Regions from separate parts of the Zea mays genome. Here regions 2, 3 and 4 are each linked to region 1. The links are chromatin contacts, called in public Hi-C maps. All regions are on one chromosome and are shown on one strand. Each heading gives the region's core, a stretch centred on a gene start, on an enhancer-like site or on the middle of the called end of the contact. The rest is flanking DNA. Distances are from core to core; before and after follow the strand shown. Region 1 holds the start of LOC100382448. Region 2 holds the start of LOC100281893. Region 3 holds the start of LOC100501808 (Aspartyl protease family protein 2). Region 4 holds the start of LOC100383125.

Region 1 (3,525 bases), core at 758-3,257:
TGCATTATATCTTACAAAGAGATCCTCTCACCGTCGATTGGAGTTTTTCTCGGTCTACAGGCGCGCAACAACTACACCTAAGATTGACTATATTTCTAATATAACGAGATATGTTGTTTTAAACTCTATTTAAGCTATTTTACCATTTTTTTGGTCTTTGGTTGCTCTATAAAAACAACTTTGACAGGTAAACGAGAGTCAATGCCATTTGTTGGCTCCTGTGAATTTTGAAAACCCGGATAGAAAATTCTCACAATTCTAGATTCTCATTGGAATGAGCTAGATTTTATGTAGATGTTAACTTACAGATTCTTAAAATTTATAATTTTTTTATAAAACTTTTGAGATTCTTTTTATCCGGATTCTCAAGATCACTTAAACCCATCATCCAAACAGTACATAGGACGAGCGGCATTTTGTTCAATAAAAAGTGAGACCAGACCGTAGCGGTTGTCTCCACTGGCCACTGCATCGAGCGAAAAGGCCTGTAAAAGTTCAGACAAATTTTTTTTTGGCAAGCAGCGGCAGCGCTGGGTGAACGCAGAAACAGTGGCAAGTGGCAACAGAGACCAGATCAACCCTGGGATCCAGCGGCTGCAACAAACAGAAGCAGCAGCACTGGAGATAAAGCTCTTGGTGGACCACGTCCACGAGGACCATGTCACTGTCCACTGCACACACACAGAGCGCGCGCGGGACCGCACAGGCGCACACCCGCCACGAGTCCTCTCTGATCCTGCCAGGCGGTCCCCAGCTAGGACAGCCTGCTCGCTCGGCCCACGACCACGAGGGCACCCTGGGCAGCATTTACTCCCCGGCCGTCCGATTGGAAACCGACGGGAGTTGCTCTCTGGGCCCAGCTACCGGTTTTTAAATGCGTTTCACCATCCAGAGAGTGGCATAGCTAGTATATTGGGAAAGACGGAAGGGCGAAGATGGTACTTCCGCGGTCGACGGCAATGGGGGCTGTGCGCTGTGGTGGTGGTCGTGGAGTCAGGAGGTGGAAGAGGTAGTACAAGTTAGCGCGGAGCCATGAGGTTTTAATTGCAATCGGCGCACTTGTCTCTTTAATGGCCACTGCTTCCAACGCCTCTGTCCCGGCTTCCACGCGTTCGCAGTGAGGGCTAGGGTTTCCCCGCGTCCCGTCGCCGTCGCCGTCGCTCTGCAAGGTGGAGAGGGTGCTGCACTGCTGCTGCCGTCGGTGGCGGTTGGAGGCTGGAGCTCGTTCGTCGCTGTCGCTTCCCCGGTGAGTCCGTTCCCCTTCGCGGCCTCTGGTTTCCGGTTATTCGAGGGCGGGACGCGATTTCGCCCGCTCGTATTGGGAGCTGAAGAAATTGGACGGTTTTGTCTCCCCCCGTTTTCGCACTTGGTACTATATATCATTCGGGTTATTTATGGAAGGAAATGCGAGTCGAATCCAGCGCTGCGTTTTTTGGGGGCCGCCGGGGGTTTCCTTGACGGGAGAAATTTCGATTCCGGTTTTGGTTCCTCTCCCACATGGAGAGTCCAATTCTAAGGCACGAAGCGCGGCGAGATCTGCGAGGACTGGAATAGTTTGTGACGGCGATTCCTGCGGCGTGCCTGCAATCGTGTGGGCGGACGAGGCTGCACTGCACTGTGTCAATCTTTTCCCGGCTACAGTGGCGGCGAGGACACTCACAGCACAGGCGCCGCGCAGGGCAGCGGAGCGGTGGCGCCCGCTCCCATCTGCGGCCGCCCATAAATGCTGCGATCTTTCTCTCAATCCGCGGCCTCGGGTCGGGTCGGGTCGGGACCCAGCCCAACACTTTGAACTGGGGAAACGGCCGCCTCCTTTTTTAACGCAATCATCTCTACCGGGCGTGTTGCTCGCCTTTTTGCTTCCGCTCCGCCTGCCAAGCAGGCCCGGCGTCCAACTCTGGTGGCAACTGCCAGGGCAGCCCGGTACTCGCTCGATCGCTCGGCTCCCCGTTGGCATTAAAGCCCCCGACGCGGTTGTTGTGTTGTACTGTTGTTTGTACTAGGCGAGCATCACTTCCACTTGCTTTATACTTGCTTTCGCTTGCTGCTTCATGGTCATGGGTCTTGGGTCTTTGGTTGTTGAGTTATTTGCTTCCGCAATTGGGCTTCTGGCTTAGAGCTTCTGGATTTGTAGGCATTACTGGTTGTCTTGAAGAAGAAGATGATGGTGGGCTCTTCCCGCCACCAGCTGCTGCAGAGGAAGGGGAAGTCCGTGGCTGACAAGGGCGCCGCCGCCGCCGCCGCCACTGTGGCGGCAGAGAAGGTGGTGGTCGCGGTGAGGGCAGCCACGAGGGAGATCTCCAAGACGGCCATCATCTGGGCGCTCACGCATGTCGTGCAGCCAGGCGGAAGCATCATACTTCTTGTCGTCATCCCGGCACACAGCTCTGGTATTGTTTCTGGTTTTAGCTTTCCTGTTTGGTACATCAGGATATCAACGAGTGCTCATGTGCTCCAAATCCATGGTTTTTATCGCCTAGTGTTGTTAATGTTTCTCTGGTTTTGCAGTAGTTGCCTGAAAGTATCTGCACGCCTCTCTATTTCAGGCAGAAAGTTCTGGGGCTTTCCGCTGTTCGCTGGAGACTGTGCAAGTGGCCATAAGTCTATGTTGGATCAGAAATGTGATTTATCAGAGTTGTGTTCTCAAATGTTGAAGAAAATTGATGTGTATGACATAGACAAGGTTTGGAGCTGGGGCTAATGCCCGTTTACATCTTCAATAAAATTGTTGTATACTTGTGTGCTTAATTTATTGTTGTTTCTGCAGATAAATGTGAGGTATAAGCTTGTTTCCGGCTCTCCTTCTGGTGTTGTAGCTGCTGAGTGCAAGCAAGCACAGGCAAGCTGGGTTGTGCTAGACAAGTATGGTCAACTGCTAAATCAGTAGTTTCTTGAATACATCCTACGTTCTTTCATTGTTATTTTTGCTTAATAAATTTTATGTTGCTGCTGCTGCTGCTCAGGGATTTGAAGCATGAGGAGAAGCGTTGTGTGGAGGAGCTTCAGTGCAACATTGTTGTTATGAAGCGATCTCAGCCTAAAGTCCTTCGACTTAATCTTGTGGGATCTCCTGATAAAGAGTCTAAAGCAACATGTGCAGTTCCACCTGTGCTAGATGGTTCTACCAGTAAAATTGCAACTGATGTTAAGGAAGCACGGAGTTCAATTCGAGGACCTGTTGTAACCCCAAATAGCAGCCCAGACCTGGAGACACCTTTCGGAAGTACTGAAGCGGGAACTTCCTCTGTCTCGAGTTCAGACCCTGGGACATCTCCGTTTTCTGCTTCTGAAACAAATGGTTCTCTGAAGAAAGAGGTGCAACAAACAAAGGATAAAATTCAGCATTCAGATGCTAATATTTCTGATTCAGACAGTGAAACATTGAGCCCTCCAGCAAATTTCTCACTTCAGCCATGGATGTCTGATATTCTACAGGGACCAGCATCGTCAAGATCACTTGGAAAAGTTCCACGAAAAAATCGCACTGCAACTGCAGATGTTTTGTTGGAAAAGTTTTCCAAGCTG
Region 2 (3,446 bases), core at 291-2,790, 260 kb before region 1:
AACTCATGTCCTTCCATGCCACGCTACAGTTTATTTGATAACATAGTGTATAGCATAGATAATCCATCTCTAAATTGCTGTGCAGATTGACGACATATATCATGTTGAATGCAGGATGGAGACTTTTATCAGTACTTGCGAACTAAGAGTTGGTCGGTAATCAGTGCGGCACACGACGGAGGGCAGGATGCTGGATTGCTCATCTCGCATTTGCTGTAGTCAAATTGTGAAGCCTGTGCAGGTGGACTGATCACTTCGCCGGCCAACTTAAGCAGCGTCTTTTCCAGTTCCTCGCCGCTGTTCCACGGATGAACCTCAGCCTTGAGAAGCTGCTTGTTGTCGCAGATGAGATGCCACAGGGGGTAGTTCTCCCTTGCCATGACGTGGTCCCCTTCCCCCAGCTTGAGGGACGGGCAGTAATCTCCCTTCCCGTCACCGATGTAGATGAAGCGCCGGCGCCGCTTCTTGTCACTGCCTGTTGCCTGGATCCTCCCCAGTATCTTGCCCTGCACTGCACGTGGTAAGAGCACATCTTTGGTTTATGCTGAATTACCGGTGAGTTTCCGCATCTCGACATGACTGTTGACTATGTGCATTGCACAGAGATTTCATCAGTGTCGAAAGTAGAGTATGGGCATCCAGACATCTTAAACTAGAAAACTATGCTGTTTGTAATCGTGGTACCTTGCACATGTTGTCAGGGCAGAGGCTGCAACCGTGCGGCGCGGACGCGGGGTCGTGGAACGGCGAGATCCTGAGCCTGCCGTCCGCGTCGACGCTCGCCGGATTGGTGACGATCTCGGAGAAGCAGCCGAGCACGCCGTGGTGCGCCAGGACGGTCTCGATGAAGAAGGTGTTGGCGTCGCTCACCACCTTCAAGTCACACCTGCAAACGGGAGCAGCAGCAGCCATGCCATTGCCAGCATCAAAGAACATCGGTCGGTCGGTCCCAAACGCAAGTGCTGCAGCGGCAGGTGAGAACGTGGTCGGCATGGTGTGGTTGTGCCGTGCGTACCCCAGCGCCGCCGCCGTCTTGACTGCGGAAACGACGTGCGTGTCGAGCGGCGCGCTCCTGAGGCAGTCGCGGATGTCCTCGGGCGTCTTCCCCCTGGCGTGGAGCTCCGCCATCATCCTGTCCTGGAAAGAGAAACCGAAATCGACTTGGCGCATGTCTTCCCTCAGGAAGGACGAGGGAGGTTAGTTACCGGACGAGGAGAGGTAGCAGTACCATGAGCGGGTTCCAGCGCATGGTTGGGCGCAGGCGCTGGAAGGCGTCGGCGGCGCCGAGCTTGGTGATGACCCAGTCGTCGCTGTCCCAGTCGATGATGGTCCGGTCGAAGTCGAAGACCACCACCACTTCGGGGGCGGACGCGGACGCCATGGGCGGCGGATGGCAAGGGGGAGGAGGACGAGGACAGGCAGGACTCCCGGGTTCGCGGCTCTTCTTTCGCGCCGTGGACGGCAGGTTGGGCCTGTGGAGCGCTGCCGGTGCCGTCCCCGTCTCCTCTCCTCTCCTCTCCTCTCTGCTTTATACGGAGTATATGTGATGAGAAGCCCATCTGCTTGCTGACTTGTTAAGGTTTGCGCGTCGCGTCGTGGTCAGCAGTCACATGTGTTGCCTTTTGCCATTTGCTCATCGCCGTGGCTTTGCACTCTGCTGCCGTGTGTTTGCTGTTTGGCTTCTCTTTCCCCCGGCCTCGTTTCATTCCTATCTCGGATTTGCTTTGCGCTTGCGTGTTCCTAGTAGGAGTAACATGTAAGAAGGAAAAATTCGGATGTACGAATATGAGTTTGCTAGCAAAATGGATTCGGGATCTGAAAAAACTCATAAACAATTTCAAATGTAGGGCCGCAACCAGAAAATGGAGGTCTAACATAAACCCTATTTAAATGGAATTCATCCAAAAAAAATTAGGGCCTAATCTCAGGAGCTGTATATTTGAGACCCACAGAGAAGCGGCCTAATATTGCCCTTTGTCTGAAAGATTTAAGAGACTGTTTGATTTATCCCTTAATAAAGAGATAAGTGTGAATAAAGCCCTTAGTTTGAATTGGCATAACCTAACTTTTAGAAGAATTGAAAGAGATTTGCAGTAATCATAGCTTATCTGACTCTGATGATAAAGTTGTGTGGTTACTTAATAAAAGTGGTTTTCCGTTAGATCTTTATATACCAGATGTATACGTGATTTGGCCAAGGTGCCTTATAAATTTATATGGAAAACCAAAATTCCCCAGAGGATCAAGGTGTTTCTTTGGCTAGTGTTAAAAACAGAATAATCCTGTCAAAAGAGAACTTTGAAAATCAGATACTGGAAGGGGGCGACAGAATGCTCTTTTTTGTGGTTTGTTTGAAACTACAAATCACATTTTCTTTGATTGCCCTGTTGCTTGTTATCCTGGAGAGTAGTTCAAACTGCCTTAAATCTTCATTGCATCCCAAGAAATGTTGATTTTCTGTTTGGGGATGGGATCATAGGTTTAATAAAATTGAAAGAAAATTTGATCTCAGTAGGGTGTGGTGCGGTTTTGCGGGCCATTTGGAGAATTAGAAATGACATCTGCTTTAATAAGAAAGTGATAAATGATCCCTCTGGGCTCTGGTGTTATTTTCCAATGTTGCTTTTGGCTGGATTCATGTGATGTTTTGGAGAAAGAGAGGGAAAGAAAGATGCTGGTGGCAAGAAGCTGGCTCATAAAAAAAAATGGCTAAGGAAATCTTCAATCACTCTATTGGCTGGACGCCATTGGATAGGCATATTGGATGAATAAGAAAAAAGAGGGCGCCTCTTCGTCTTTTGGTTTCTTAAGCTAGTTGTTTGGTTTAAGTAGGTCCTGTGTCTGGTGCTCAGTTCTGTTGGTTGCACATGTATGCGTGATCGTCTCAAAAAAACTCTTATGACTTAGCTTAGCTGTCATGGATTTGTCTAAGTCTCATGGTTCTGATCTCTAAAATGCCAGTAAGAACTATGTTTCCTATTTCATAATAAAATACCCCTTTTTAATTAAAAAAAAGAAGGAAAAACGGCAAAAACCTCCTCGTGTCTCTACTATGCATTCTGCTTACCGCGTCAATTCAACCAGGCTGATGCCGAAGACAACCACCTGCATATCCGTTTCTCAACCATTCGTAGCAGCCACTCAAAGGCCCAACATACAATCCGTCATCGTTTCTTTTTTTCTCTCCTTTTGTTTAATTAGATAATATAATTCATCCATATGACTTGTTACTATAATAAAAATGGATCAATCCTATTTAATAGTTAAGTTTTATGTTTGATGATCGCTGTAATTATCTTGACTAACATTATTTTCTAGTGTTTATGGATACAATCCAAAAGATAAAACATAGGTTTGAACAAAAGCAAAAGGGTGATCTAAAAGATCAATAGCTCAAGAAAGACATTAGGGGACTCATTGGAGATCTATGAGGTCATATAGAAGTC
Region 3 (3,568 bases), core at 984-3,483, 480 kb before region 1:
CCCCGGCACGGGACGGGTGGTGGAGCGGCGGCCCGTGCCCATCCGGGTTTCGAGCAAATAAAATAAAAGACCCCCACCTCTCAGTCACGCAAGCCACGAGGGTCCACAGGAGAGCACGGGAAGCAAGCAGGCGGCGGGGGCCACATCCAGGCGTGCCGTGCAGTTGCGCCCCGCACTGGCAAAGGCAAATATCTTCACCTCACTGGACCGTTAGAAAACTTCCAAGTGACGCGGTGTGCACTCGCTGTGCATCTATCTAATCTACCTGCTGCTCTCTCGCTCTCGCAGCGCAGCCCGCACCCGACGCATAGCCCCCCAACTCAAAACCCCCTGCGCGTGGGTACTTTGGCTGGGGTTTTAACCACGCAGCATGTCCAGCAGCACAAAGCCAACATTTTTTAAAGTTAAAAGCGCCGCTTTTTTTATAACCCCAACACTTTTGACAGTGCCTTTTACAGCCATTCATCGACCAACCGCCTGCTGCTGCTGATATCTTCCCTCCTCTCGCGCATCCAACCAAACTACTACACAGCACTGTCAGAGAGACACAAGACAACTCTGACAAGTGCCCAGTGCCCGCGTTTTTTTTAACAGCACAGCATCCAAGGCCAAGCAAAGCAAACCCACAAGCCACCGCATCCATTAATTATGACTAACAAGGCGGCTCACTTGATTACCAGCTAATCACTCGCTAATTAATTCTCTCTCTCCTCGCTCGAGAGAGGACGGGTTCACCACTCCGGCCTGGGGGCTCTCAGCAGCCTTTGGGCGCGAACCCCACGCGCTGGCCGTCGCCGTCGAACACCACGCGGAACCCCTGCTGCTGGATGTTGCCGATGATGGACACGCCGCCGTCGGTGCCCGCGAACGCGAAGCAGAAGGTGCCCCTGGAGTCCACGGGGATGAGGTAGTTCTCGGGGGGCAGTGCGGCCTCGGCGCCGCCCGCGAAGTGCATCGACACGGTCGGCACCTTCACCACCCTGCGCCCGCCCAGGTCGTAGCACGTGTCGAACAGCGAGAACCCGCCGGGGGAGAGCCGGAGCCCCCCCGCCGCGGCGGCGCGGAACGCGTCGCGGAGCGCGGAGTAGGACGCGCGGGCGAGGCGGGTCACGGAGGTGCCCGAGTCCACGATCACGCCGCCGCGGCCCGTGGACGGGTCCAGCCGGAGGTCCGACTCGGCCACGCCCGGGACGCGCGCGCCGCCCACGCTGATGCCCACCAGCTGCACGTAGTAGAACGTCTCCATGCGCGGGTTGCGGACCATCGGGGTGAAGGACGCCGACGACGCGCCGACGGAGCCCGCCCCGAAGCTGACGGTGGAGGACCGGTGGGAGCCCGGCGCGGCGCCCGCGCCGGAGGAGGTGCGGTCGACGAGGCAGTAGGAGAAGCTCCGGCCGTAGCGGCGGGAGATCTGGGTCGGGAACGACAGCCCGCCGCGCCCGAGCCCCAGCAGCCCCGCCGCGGCCACGAACAGGCCCTCGTTGTCGTGGCCGCACCCGAGCGCCACGCGCGCCACGCGGGCGCCTCCCGCGAAGGTGAGCGTCTCGGTCACGAAGTCGCCCGCGGTCACCGAGCCGTCGCCGTAGGCCACCTGGTACATGCACGCCCCGCGCCGCAGGTCGCAGCCCCCCGAGTCCAGCCTGCGGCACAGCGCCGCGCCGCAGCCCACGGCGCCGTACGAGCTCGAGCGCCGCGGGTCGAACACCGGGCCCGACTGCTCGTAGCACCGCCGGCACGGCGCGCACTGCACCCACACCACGTCGCTGCCGGTGTCCAGCACCATCAGCGCCTGCGTGGCCGGCGTGCCCACCCCGATCTTGGTGAAGTACTCCCCGCTCCCCTGCGCCAGCCCCGAGACCACCGGCGCCGCGACGCCCTTTCTCCCGTTGCCACCGCCGGCGCCGGCCGCCTCCGAGATCCGCGCCGCCCTACGCTTGTCCCGCTGCAGACGGTGCTTCAGCAGCTCGCCCGCGGTGGCGTTCACCGCGAAGGTGTCCCGGTGGACCACGCGGAAGTGCACGGCCGAGTCTGACGCCGCGGCCGCCTCCTCCGCGACGGCAAGGCTGCCGCCGAAGACATCCTCGTCCGCGTCCAAGGACGGAGCGGTGTACAAGTGGGGAGACAGCGGGGTGGCTACAAAGCTGTGGTACTCCACGGCCTTGACGACATTGGAAGCGGCAACCAGAAGGAGCAGCGCGGCGAGGGTCGTCATGGCTAGCAAGTGGAGTGTACTGGCAGAGGGAGTTGGTGGCAAGGCATATATGAAGGGAGGAGGGGGATTAATTAAATGGAGACGGTGAGCGGCGCTGCGGTGGGCTGGTGCTAGGACTACCAGTGGTGATTATACTCGGCTAGCCCTAGCAGTTAATTGAGGTGCATCTGCGGAGGATGTTTCGGTGCCGTGCCGCTTGCATCGGGGCGACGCGGAATAAATGTTGGCTGCGGGCGGGTGGAAACTGGCTCTGGTCTGGATACGATATGACCCGCTCCTGCTGCAGACGCGTTGCCGTGCCGACGGTGCCGTGTGACTCGTATTGGCTGTGCTTCAAACTCAGCACCATCAACGTGTGATTCAGTTCGGTCATCTTTTTTCCTAAAATAAAATTCTCGAACAAATCTTCTTCTGCAGATCGTTTGCCGGTCCGCCTGCTAAGACTATTCGCAGCGATTTCTCCTAAATTTTTCTCCCATGTATCACTTTTTTATGTCACATCATCAACAGTCCATCACTACTTTTTTATCTCCCGCAGCGGTTCACCCTAAACACTTCTCCTATACCCCACTTTTTTGACGAAGGGGCAGAGCCCCATATTTCATTAAAAAATAGGATGAGTCATTACAAACCAAAACGATGAGCTACAACCCATCGACAAAAGAGCACCTAGTGATGCTAAACCCTTCACACTATCGCATTAAACAAGCAAGGATCAGTCTCCACTAATCATCTATCCAGACGAAACCATAGTTTTTAAGCAAAGCTTATTACAACGGATGAAAATAAAAGTGCAGCTACGAAGCTAACAAGCCAGAGTTAACTAGTTCACCAAAAGGATAACCTAGAGATTGAGCGACAGCCAACCACATAAAATGCGCCAAAATCACCCTTCATCTAGAAATGCGGCGATCTATCGGGCACCACCCAAACGACCAACACATCACTTCACTTGCTATCTTTCCGATTAGCCGGCTTCCTTGGACCACCATCTATTTTTCCTTCTCTCTCTGACGAATAGCCCAAGAATCTAGCCAAAAGCAACAGAGAAATATTATGTTAGCAGGATCAAGGAGAATTTTATCAAAAAAACCAATCATTTCTGGTTCTCCAAATAGCCCAAAAAATAGCTCCACCCCCAAATATCATTAAATTGGAGATTCTGTCTTTAGATTTGTTCAGCCATCTGTCACAAAGATCCCCAATGCTTTTTGGAATGAAATCAAGATTTAAGGCAATTTGAATCACTCTCCATACAAATCTAGCAATGAAACATTTAAAGAACAAATGTTCAATCGATTCTAGACCTCCACAAAAACAGCATTCACTAGAGCCATGTCAATTTCTTTTTTTCAG
Region 4 (3,319 bases), core at 24-2,523, 370 kb before region 1:
ACCTGCTGTCACGACTCACCATATCAACTAATATGTACTATCACTTTAGGGTGTGTTTGGTTGGCTGCATCAGCGCGTGCTTGCATCGCATAATACGGATAGCTGCTGTTTGGTTAGTGTGAGCCAGGCTATACGCATGCGAGATCTGTATTTGGTTGCCTGCATACAGATTTGGATCCAGACTCACACGATCCTCAAAGCACCCTGGACCAGGCTTACCAGATACGAGCAGATTGGTCGTATCTCTAAAGCCAGACTTCAGTGATCCTGGCTCACACAGCCAGATTGCGAGAGAAACCAACCAAACAAGACCTTACCAATTTCCACTAAACTATATGCATCACAGTCGGATCCAAAATGAACGGTACAAATATTTTAGCATGTTTACCTTGCTACAAACTCATACGACAATGCAATAAGCCAAATAACTTTTACTCCTGTACCATGAGTTGCAACCAGACTTTATTTAGGTGATGTTTAGAGTATGGTTGAATGTAACTGTTCCGTTTTTAATTTATTTATTGTTGTTTGGATTTTTTACTTAAAAATAAAAAATACAATTAAATTTTGAACCATTTAGCTTTCCAAAATCTATCGACGGGACCGCTCTATTTCAAGAGTCTTCAGAACCAAAAACAAACCAACGAGCGAAACAATGTGTCAAACTGTCAATGTCATATCGTCCTATAAAGGATACAAGAATTTCTGGTCCAATAGAATAGAGAAATACTACTAGAACCGTCAGCTTCTATAATGGTGTGTTTGGTTTGTGGAGTCACTCAATACTTCATGAGGTGATACATCATAAGTTCATTCCATCAATTTTGGTGGAATCAACTCACTCCTTATATATATACTAATTGTTAGCTTATAAAGAACGGAGTGGTGATGGATCAACTCATTTTATTCAACAAACCAAATAAAAATGTGAGGAATGAGAAAAAGATGAATCACTTCGTTCCTCAAACCAAACACACCCTAAATTTCTCTTAAAAATTTGTATCTATGTACTGATTGTAAATTACTATCGTAACTTGCATTGCAGATGGGCAGCGGAGCAACATATTCCCTGGGAAAATGACGCCGGAGTCCGGAGCACGACTAGAAAAGGCACCATCAAGTTCATCACAACGCAAAGGACAGAAATAACAAAAAAGAGAGGAAAAGGGAAAATAAAATCGTTTTGGTTTCTTCCCTCTCCGTTGTCGTATCGGCGCGGCTGCCCCCACCACCTCCCCCCTCCATCTCGCTCTCGCTCTCGCTCCGCCCCTCTCTCCCTCTCTCATTGGCCATTCCGCCCGCATGAAACCCCAAACCCTCGCCGGCATCGCCGTCGCCGCAGCAGCGCCCGCGTAGCCCGCCCCTCTCGCCCTCGCCCCCCCTCCCCGCGCCCCGATCCCGCCCGCTCCGCAGCCGATCCTGCCGGGAGCACGACCGATGACGATGAACGGCGCCGCTGCACCGGAGCGCTCGCCCCCAGCCTCGCCCCCGCCTCTGGTCCAGGCCCAGGCGCCTCCGTCGCCATCTCCGACTCAGCCGCTCGAGTGGAGGTTCTCGCAGGTGTTCGGTGAGCGCAGCGCCGGGGAGGAAGTCCAGGATGGTACCGATCGATCCCTTCTCCTACTCCAGTGTCCTGCGCCTTTGTGTCACTCGTTGCTGCTACCTGCTGGATCTTAGTGCTTCTGTGCTCCGGAGCTCGGTCGAAGTCCAGGGGCCGTGAATGGGCCGCTGCTGATGTGTTGGTTAGAGGGGTCCTACACTCCTACTTAGATCGACCCAGGAATTAGTGATGGCTTCGGGTGGGATGCGCTAAATCTCGATGCTTTGGTGCTGGGGATACGAAATTTACTGCCTTCCAGATCAGTGCTAATATAGTATTGACTGGTAGATGTATAGCAGTACCACTGTGCCATTCGTTGGTGCTGTTGAGGCCATCCATATGTGGCAGAAAGGTAGAATGCATACTCCAAGGGGTATTGCTTAGTGCTGTAGATGTGATTTCTTGGCACTACGCTGCTGCAATTACATATTTGGCTGTTTAGCCAGACACTTGCTGTTATTACTCATTACATATATGTGGAACAAATAGGATCTGTGTTCATCTAGTTCTGACTTGGTGAGATGGGTCGATGCTGCACATACTTGTGCTTGTGACATGTAGGATTGTTGAATGCTGCATGGGATATGGTCACTGGCGGACAATTTTTGTCAATGTGAATTGGCCTATGAATTATTCTGAAAAAGGAATTCTGTGATGAGCATGCCTTGTATGCATCAACTGGCAATGCCATTTTTTGGATGCATGTTGCTATTTACTAATGATGTGTTGAGCACGCCCTGGTGTGTAGTTGTCTTAGGTTATGGCCCTGTTTGGTACAGCTTATTTTCAGCTTCTTCACAAATTTAAGCTGAAGTCCTGCCAAACAGGCAGCTTCTGCAGCAGCTTATCAGTTCAGCTGCTTCTCAAAATGAACTAAAAGCAGCTAACAAGCAGAAACTGCTTTTTACCAGCTTATCAGATAAGCTGCTTTTTCAACAAGCAGCAGCTGTCCCAAACAGGGCCTATGTGATATTCAGATAACAATGGACATACATTGGGGAAAAAGATTCTTTTAGTATTATTTCAATAGCTGATTATTGCCCTGCTACCCTGTTTAGTGGCCTTACTACACTCAAATCACTATCTATGAACCCAAGAAGTCAAACAGCCTATAATTCTGTCCAATTTGATGTATTGCTTTCATTCTTGTGCTTGATACCATGTTATTGGTAGGTTCATTGGCATAAATCATAACATCTAATGGATACTCTGTATTCATGCATGTCATTTTGCTTGAGTGTGTCCCTAGCTATACCAGTAGGCAGCATCTATAGTGCACCAAAGAAGCCAAACTGCGGATAACTCTACATCTCTGCAAGGGTCTGATCCAACTTATTTTATTGATTCCTGTGCTTGATACCATATAATTGGTATGTCTATTTGCATGAGTCGACACTCCATGGTTGAATCAGTCCCTAGCTGTACTAGCTATTTGTGTCCTTCTCATCATCGTCTGCATTGATATTAGCTTGCCTTTAGCTGGTGTTCTAAATGATGCCAAATGTTATGTATAACATGGTTACTCCCAAGCCTACCATCGTTTTGTTCTGAAATCTCCTTTTGAAGAATAGCCCCTTCAAATTTATGTAGATCCAAATCTTATATTCAGGATTTGTTATCCATTGCCTGCATTTACTACTAAGAATTTTGAACCATATGAATACTCTAATTCCTCCACAGTTTTGAAACTCCTCTTTTCAAATTTCAATTATGGTTGTC

Evidence for each region. Hi-C and Micro-C count contacts between places; a contact is called where the count stands out from the background.
Region 2: a Hi-C map of tassel shows a contact between it and region 1, with 2.7 times the contacts expected there. The contact joins the promoter of LOC100281893 here to the promoter of LOC100382448 in region 1. A contact is called at or near these places in 8 of 25 Hi-C or Micro-C datasets (bundle sheath, ear, endosperm and 3 more).
Region 3: a contact with region 1 is called in a Hi-C map of ear, with 1.9 times the contacts expected there. The contact joins the promoter of LOC100501808 here to the promoter of LOC100382448 in region 1. A contact is called at or near these places in 2 of 25 Hi-C or Micro-C datasets (ear and tassel).
Region 4: a contact with region 1 is called in a Hi-C map of bundle sheath, with 2.6 times the contacts expected there. The contact joins the promoter of LOC100383125 here to the promoter of LOC100382448 in region 1. A contact is called at or near these places in 2 of 25 Hi-C or Micro-C datasets (bundle sheath and tassel).

The regions. Positions count from the first base shown.
Region 1 is chr3:229,186,957-229,190,481 of Zm-B73-REFERENCE-NAM-5.0, forward strand. LOC100382448 reads left to right here and starts at 2,008. Exons shown (of 9, transcript NM_001175189.1): 1 at 2,008-2,390; 2 at 2,547-2,683; 3 at 2,768-2,862; 4 at 2,964-3,525. The coding sequence starts at 2,162.
Region 2 is chr3:228,923,997-228,927,442 of Zm-B73-REFERENCE-NAM-5.0, forward strand. It overlaps LOC100281893, which reads right to left and starts at 1,541. Exons shown (of 4, transcript NM_001154813.2): 1 at 1,229-1,541; 2 at 1,016-1,137; 3 at 685-886; 4 at 1-511. The coding sequence starts at 1,381. The coding sequence ends at 251.
Region 3 is chr3:228,705,355-228,708,922 of Zm-B73-REFERENCE-NAM-5.0, forward strand. LOC100501808 (Aspartyl protease family protein 2) reads right to left here and starts at 2,234. Exons shown (of 1, transcript NM_001196463.2): 1 at 401-2,234. The coding sequence starts at 2,212. The coding sequence ends at 755.
Region 4 is chr3:228,812,853-228,816,171 of Zm-B73-REFERENCE-NAM-5.0, forward strand. It overlaps LOC100383125, which reads left to right and starts at 1,274. Exons shown (of 14, transcript NM_001175791.1): 1 at 1,274-1,600. The coding sequence starts at 1,438.